2 separate regions of the Mus musculus genome follow, and region 1 is linked to region 2. The links are chromatin contacts, called in public HiCAR-type maps. All regions are on one chromosome and are shown on one strand. Each heading gives the region's core, a stretch centred on a gene start, on an enhancer-like site or on the middle of the called end of the contact. The rest is flanking DNA. Distances are from core to core; before and after follow the strand shown. Region 1 has its middle 15 kb from the start of Gm52777. Region 2 overlaps Usp46 (ubiquitin specific peptidase 46).

Region 1 (3,460 bases), core at 101-2,600, 950 kb after region 2:
GAATGGCCCTGTAACTATACAAACCAGGCAGATATTATCACAACTACTATGTTAGAAAGCAAACTAAATGTAAAAATATTACAAGGGGGAAAAAAAACCCCAAACTACAGTATTTTTTTATTTTCATTTTTATTTTGGTTTTTCGAGACAGGGTTTCTCTGTATAGCCCTGGCTGTCCTGGAACTCACTTTGTAGACCAGGCTGACCTCGAACTCAGAAATCCGCCTGTCTCTGCCTCCCGAGTGCTGGGATTAAAGGTGTGTGCCACCACTGCCCGGCCCGGCTAGTATTTTTTGACTATTGACAAAACTTGTCTGATTTTGTTTGGAAAATTTAGAAAATTGGATTTTAGGTAGAGTGACCAACAAGTATCTTGGATGTAGGAAAAAGATATGGTGAAGAGAGGAATTTCTATTTCCCAGTGACCACAGGATGCCTCTAATTATCTTGCCAGATTACTTGTTATTAAAGAACCAATAGTTTATGCTTTTCTTTCACTAAATTAACAATTATAAAATACTTGAAGTGACTAAGTATTTCATGACCAATGGCTATAGCAATTTTTTCATGATGTTTCCATTCTTTTGACTTCGGTCTTATGAATCACAGGTTGGCCTTAACTGGATATACAGCTGTGTAGTACCCTAAACTTCTGGCCCCCCTGCCTCCACCTGCCCTGTGCTGAGATTACAAGCATCATTTGTGTGGTGCTGATGATTGAGCTCAGGACTGTCTGAGTGCCTGCTAGGCACTCACTCTATCAACTGAGCTACATCCCTAAACAACCTTCAAGTTACGTAGGTATGGCTAAGACATGATCTGTGTTGGCATGTTAACAGGTTTGAACAAGTCTGTGTAAATATGTGCCCCACAGCAGTCCTTTGGGCTTTTATGTACTGAGGCTCAGCCTGGAGTCACCTGCTCACGGAGCTCCTGAGTGCTGTAGTAATGAAAGGGTTTTGGTAGCTGGGATGGGATACAAAGGAATATAAGAGTAAACCAAATGTGATCAGTTAGAGTCTTTTTCCAAGGTGATGTGAGTATGTCGGTCCTGAGGACAAGAACTCACTCATGGAGGACTTCATTAGCAACTTAAGGTCAAAGGGCACGTGGAGGAGGCCAGGCCTCTGTAAGCTTGGGACTCAAGGGGCTGAGAATCATCTCTTGCCTGCTTGGGAGCCTTGCTCACTTTTAAGTGGTCTTGTACAGTGAGGTAATCTATGGTGTGTCAGTTTGGGCTCCAAAAGTGGGTGGTCTTTGCAGAGGGAGGTGCTCCCTCACTCTGCCTCTGGCTGGAGCCAGTTCCTGCAGCTGGCCTGAAGGCAGCCTACAGACTGCACTCACGCATTTCTTCATTTCTCACTTGAGTGCCCTTCTTTGGGTCCCTTTCAACTGCCCACTTTAGATCGGCTTCATTACACCACCGCTCCGTTTGTCATGTAAATTGGGGGACTCGGGGAAGTTTTTCTTTTGGCCTTGTCTACTGAAGAATACCAAGAGGTATTCAAAACGTATTAACACAAATCAATGGCACCAATAAAAGCGAAATCTCCTTAGCAACATAGTCTTGATTGCAAAAGGAGAACGGAGAGCATTTAGCAGAACACTGGCCCACATGGAAGACGCATTTGTCTGGAAGAATCCAGCACAAAGCCTAAAAGAGAGATTTTGAAAAAATCCAAAATTAACTCACAGGGAACAGTTACTCTTTTTTTCAAAAGTCCACAATTGGCTACATTAAATCTATCGTGTGCTTTTGGCTCAGCAACATTGTATCTCAGCGCTTTGCAAACTGAAATTACAACACCCTGCATGCTTCACATGAGTTACAGGGTGTTTTTTGTTTGTTTTGTTTTTTGAGGTTTTTTTTTTTTTTTTCCTTGGTTGATTTCTTTGGGAGAGCAAACAAAACGTCTTAAGAAATATTCATCTCACACACAATGTGAAGAAAACTGAATGGCTATTTAACAATATCTAAGGCTGTAGGTACAAAGGTTGGGCTCTCTTAGGCTTTCTGCAATGGAGTCTAAAATACTAACTATACTGTGGGCAGCGATGGCATTTTGCTGCAGTCTCTATTTGAGAAAAAAAGAAGCAGAATACAATTCTGAGAATGCTCTCATTTTTGTTTGGATAAAAACAGTAAAAAGAACAGAAATTCAGAAAATAAGGTATCAGAAAAAAAAAAGCCCCCCAAGTCCCTCTAATAGAGATGATTCAGCAAAACAAACAAAAAATTCAAAAATTAAGCTTCTCTCTTAAATTGTTTCATGTACCATTTTCATTTTGTATCTTATGTAAAACAATTCCAGCAATGGAGGTAAAAAAAATCTTCAGTGCATACTACAAAATCTTGAAGCAAATAGAGTTGGGTATTTTTGTCAGAATCCTACCTCTATGTGGTATGTAGACACAAATGCACAGCTGAAGACAAAAACTGACTTTCTTATGGAGGATAACTGACTTGGTGGGGTGGGGGGTGGGGGGGCGCAGGAGGGTGTCAGCCTAATTACAATTTCTCCTGGGCTCCCTATATCATTAGCCACTTAGTGGCCATCTCTCACACCCTTTTAACAGGTACAACCTTTCGTGTGTATTAACACACCACTGGCTTCCACCAACTAAAAGGCTAAGAATGTCAACAGACAGCATCTGAGACCCACAGCTGACTGGAGGACTCCACGGACCTGGTATTTCCGTAGTTTTACTTCATCTCCTATGTTAAGTTCTGCAAGGATAAAAGCTGTGTTTTAGTTTAATTTGGCCACAGCCTTACGGGTTGAAACCACATGCTACAATTGATTCTACTAAAAACGGCACTTTTACACCAGGTGTGGCAGTACACCTCCACAACCCTCACTTAGGAGGCTGAGGCGGGAAGAGCATGATTTAGTGAAGGCCAGTTTAGACTAAAGTGAGCCTGTCTTCAGATGACGGGTCAGAGCAAGCAAACTAACACAGCATAAACTTGTAATTCTCCAGTCCATACTAGATTTCTGTTTGAATGTTTAAGTCCAGAACTCACTCTGTAGCCCAAGCCCGGGCTAGCTTTGAACTCAAATCCTCATGCCTTAACCTTTCCAATGTGGGTATGACAGGGGCGCATTCCTACATCTGATTTGAAGAGTTATAAGAAAAGTTTACAGTTTATGATGTTTAATTTTATTAAAATTTGTATACATTTTACTATAACCTACAAGAGATCACAAACCATGCCACCATAACTATAATCCAGCAACATAACCCATCTACGTACCTTCTTAAGTATGGATCAAAGTCTTAACTAACCAAAAAGAAAGCTACTTAAGGAAAACAGACCGTGTTTTGTTTAGCAATGGCTTTAATTTGTTAGGAATAGTAGAATATATATATATATGCTTTTGAAATTCACCTTTGTACTTTGTCAACTTTGAAGACTGCTACCAGCCTTCCTTGCATGCTTCAGTTAGCCAAATGCTCA
Region 2 (3,337 bases), core at 17-2,516:
TACAAACAACATAACAAAGCAAGGGAACATGGAGAGAGAGGGTGTAATGACCAGGACTATGAAGAACAAAAGTGTCTTCGTCTGTCATATGCAGCTCATCTCCCTGTGATAGGGCTATGGAAGGAAGAAGTGAGGGGAAAAGTGGACTTGGGTTAGAGAGAGCAAAAGTGCAAGCTGAAGCACACCCACTACTCCTTCAAAACAGACTGAGGGGAGAGACCCTTGCAGGGAACAGTCTAGACCATGGTCCCATCCCTCAGAGCTGTACCCTGTCTCTCCCTCTCCAGCTGTCTCCAACTCATCCTGTGGCTGCAATGTCCCATAGTCCTTGACCTTCCTTCTTACAGACTGTCATGGTTTGAATATGCTTGTCGCAAGGAGTGGCCCTATTTGGAAGTGTGACCTTGTTGGAGTAGGTGCAGCCTTGTTGGAGTGGGTGTGGCCTGGTTGGAGTGGGTGTGGCCTGGCTGGAGTGGGTGTGGCCTGGCTGGAGTGGGTGTGGCCTGGTTGGAGTAGGTGAGTCACTGTGGGCATGGGCTTTAAGACCTTCATCCTAGCTGCCTGGAAGCCAGTCTTCTCCTAAGACACAGACCTTTCCTATCTGTTTCCTTTCGGCACTTATCCCAATTTGTAACAGAGTAACTTATTAGTTGACACGTCACCCTACTAGATGCCTATGTGCCGCTCACAGACCTACTCTGCCTGTGCTTCCAGATGCTTATATAAACTTTAACTGTTATAATACCGCTGTGACCAGTCAGGTAATCGTGGCAACTACGTTCTGAGAGAACAATCGGATCACGGACTTGCTGCAGAGATACTATGACCCACAAAATCTAAACTCTACGACTAGCTCTCTACAGAGAAGCCCGCCAGCTCTACAGAAGATCCAGTCTCTCCTCAGGAAGTGATTATGTCTGATTCGTATGCCTCCCCCTAGCAGTGCTTTCCATAGAAAGAACTTGACACATCTGCTCACTGAATAAACTTGGGAAAATGAGGAAGGATGGGGAATGGTGTGTACTCAGTGCTCCAAGAACCGCACATCTGTATGCTCCTTTGATCTCCCCCACAAACCCAAGGCAGAGAGTCCTTGCATCCTACACAAGGAAATGTTGAGGCAAAGCTGCCAAGCTCACTGAGCCAGTGAGGGCAGAGCCAGGGACTCACACGTCTGTCTCCGGAATCAGCTGCTGACTACGAACGAGTCAGGCCAGAGAATGCTTCGTTCACATTTTTAGTAATTCCTGAGCTGTGAGTGGAGGGAGCAGGCAGACGGCCAGGAGTGTTTTCTGGCTGCGGACTGGGCATCTCCCTGAGTGTTATGAATGGCCATCCCGGTTATGAGCACGCAAACACCACCATAGCGCTTCAGGGCTCCTAAGCAACACTGAACCTAACTCTCCCTGCCAATAAATCACCAATGGGCACGCCCCGCCCCCACCTCCCAGGCGAAGGAGGGCTGTGTATGATGAAGCTGAAGAGGCTGAAGTAACTTGCCAACATGAGGCCTGAGCCGGCAGAGCTCAGTGGTGGCCACACTCTACAACTCCAGCTCCTGGTCGGAGAACCATTTCTAAGCACTTCTCTGGGCTTCGGCAGGAAGCCAGCCATTCGTAAGAAGGCACAGCATGACAGATACATGACAGCATGAGTTCCTGTCACTTATGTGACTCTGGAAGGGGTGATGTTTCTCAGCAGCCTAACATGATCCCATGTAACAGCTGTTCCACGGAAGCCCAGCGTCTACTCCTGGGACATCTGACAACGCAGTGGCACAGAGTCGCCCTACTCGGTGAAGGACACCTGCAGGGGGCTCTGGCTGATGAAAGTCACACAAGTTAACTTCAATTCAGGAGCATAGGAGAAACAGCAGAGTCTATGTCTGTTTTCCAGCCCAGAGTGGAGAAGGACAAAATTGCCACCCAGCCACTGACTACAGGGAACCAGGAACAAGAACTTCACTTGGCCCCAGATCCCTCCGCAGGGATGATGTCCCTTCGGCTCTGACTTCCCCCATCTGTTCTCATCTCATTACTTTTCCAAGAGGTGGTGTTAGGGGCCGGGTCCTGGCAAGGCCTGGAAGGTGGTTCCGCTCCGCACAGTTTTACTGCACAGTCATCTCATCTTCCCACTGCCCCAGCCTGCCATCCTGGTCTCTGCGCTCAAGGTCCACAGTGAAAACAATGAGCCAGGCGACCCTGCTCTGGGCAAAAGGAGAAGAGAGTTGCCATGCCTGAGTATTAGCTGCCCAGTCACCTCTAGGAATCACATCCTTCCTGAGCAGTGTGGCGCCATTAGAAATATTTAATATAACGAGAAAAAAAAATCAGCAATGTATGGATTATAAAAGCAGAAATCTAAACCTCTGCATTGTCCCCCCTCATGGCAAAGAGTGTGGTGGTGGGAGAAGGAAGGAGTGAGCAGTCCTTTAATGTTGCTTGAAAGCGTTAGCACCAGCACCAGCCAGCTCCAGAAGTGCAAACACATATCCACAACAAGTGGCCAGAGCAATTCTGTATCTGTCAGGCTGAGTCATAAAAACAAAACAAAACAAAACAAAACAAACAAACAAAAAAAAACAACAACAACTTGAGGCTTCTATTTTACATATCTTTGGGTTTCTATTTCATTTGGCTCATCCTTTTTTAAAAATTGTATTTTACTAAAAGATACGGGTCTGAGACAGACTGAAAATAAAGACAAAGCACGCACTTTTTCACAGACTTTGAAAATAATTGCCCAAAGCCAAGCACGGAAAGGAGACTGAGTGTCTTCCGTCACACGTCTGAACAGCTCCTCAGGCACACCTCTAGTAAAAGAGATGCAAGTAGAAAGAAAAAAAAAAAAAAAAAGCTAACAGGCCATTTGCCCCCAACCGCCAAGCGTAAGAGGTTTCAGTGTGACACCTGTTAAGTAAGGCACACTGTTGGCAATACCAGCTGTGTGTGTGTCCTTGTAGTTTTGTTGGGAAAACAAAAAACAAACAAACAAACAAACAAAAACCAACCAAACAAACAAAAACCCAAAGATTTAAAAACTACTAGTGGCTAGGCAGTGGTGGCACATGCCTTTGATCCCAGCACTCAGGAGGCAGAAGTGAGTGTATCTCCGAGTTCGAGGTCAGCCTGGTCAACATAGCACATTCCAAGACATCCAGGGCTACAAAGAGAAACTTTGCCTGCAAAAAAAAAAACCAGGAGGAGGAGGAGGAGGAAGAAGGGAAGAAGAGGAGGAAGAAGAAGAGGAGGAGAAAAGTGCTAGCTGACAGAGACCTGGTGGATAAGGGTGCTGTTTACAGAGTACAGAGCACAAAAGCAGATAGGATAATCCATGT

The links. HiCAR-type assays count read pairs that join an accessible place to other places.
Region 1: a HiCAR-type map of astrocytes shows a contact between it and region 2, with 2.6 times the contacts expected there. The contact joins two enhancer-like sites. A contact is called at or near these places in 2 of 115 datasets of contacts at active chromatin or transcription factors (astrocytes and embryonic stem cells).

What each region holds. Positions count from the first base shown.
Region 1 is chr5:74,997,876-75,001,335 of GRCm38.p6, forward strand. No RefSeq gene overlaps it. Among named protein-coding and RNA genes, the nearest start is that of Gm52777, 15 kb to the left of the region's middle. Within about 2 kb of position 1,351, at least 36 of the 459 cell types and tissues checked have an H3K27ac peak or open chromatin away from gene starts, as enhancers often do. A contact at or near this core is called in astrocytes, where this site is marked.
Region 2 is chr5:74,050,650-74,053,986 of GRCm38.p6, forward strand. All of the region lies in intron 1 of Usp46 (ubiquitin specific peptidase 46), which reads right to left. It overlaps Gm52817 (a long non-coding RNA gene), which reads left to right. Exons shown (of 2, transcript XR_003955934.1): 2 at 1-2,856. Among named protein-coding and RNA genes, the nearest start is that of Gm52817, 4.6 kb to the left of the region's middle. Within about 2 kb of position 1,267, at least 79 of the 459 cell types and tissues checked have an H3K27ac peak or open chromatin away from gene starts, as enhancers often do. A contact at or near this core is called in astrocytes, where this site is marked.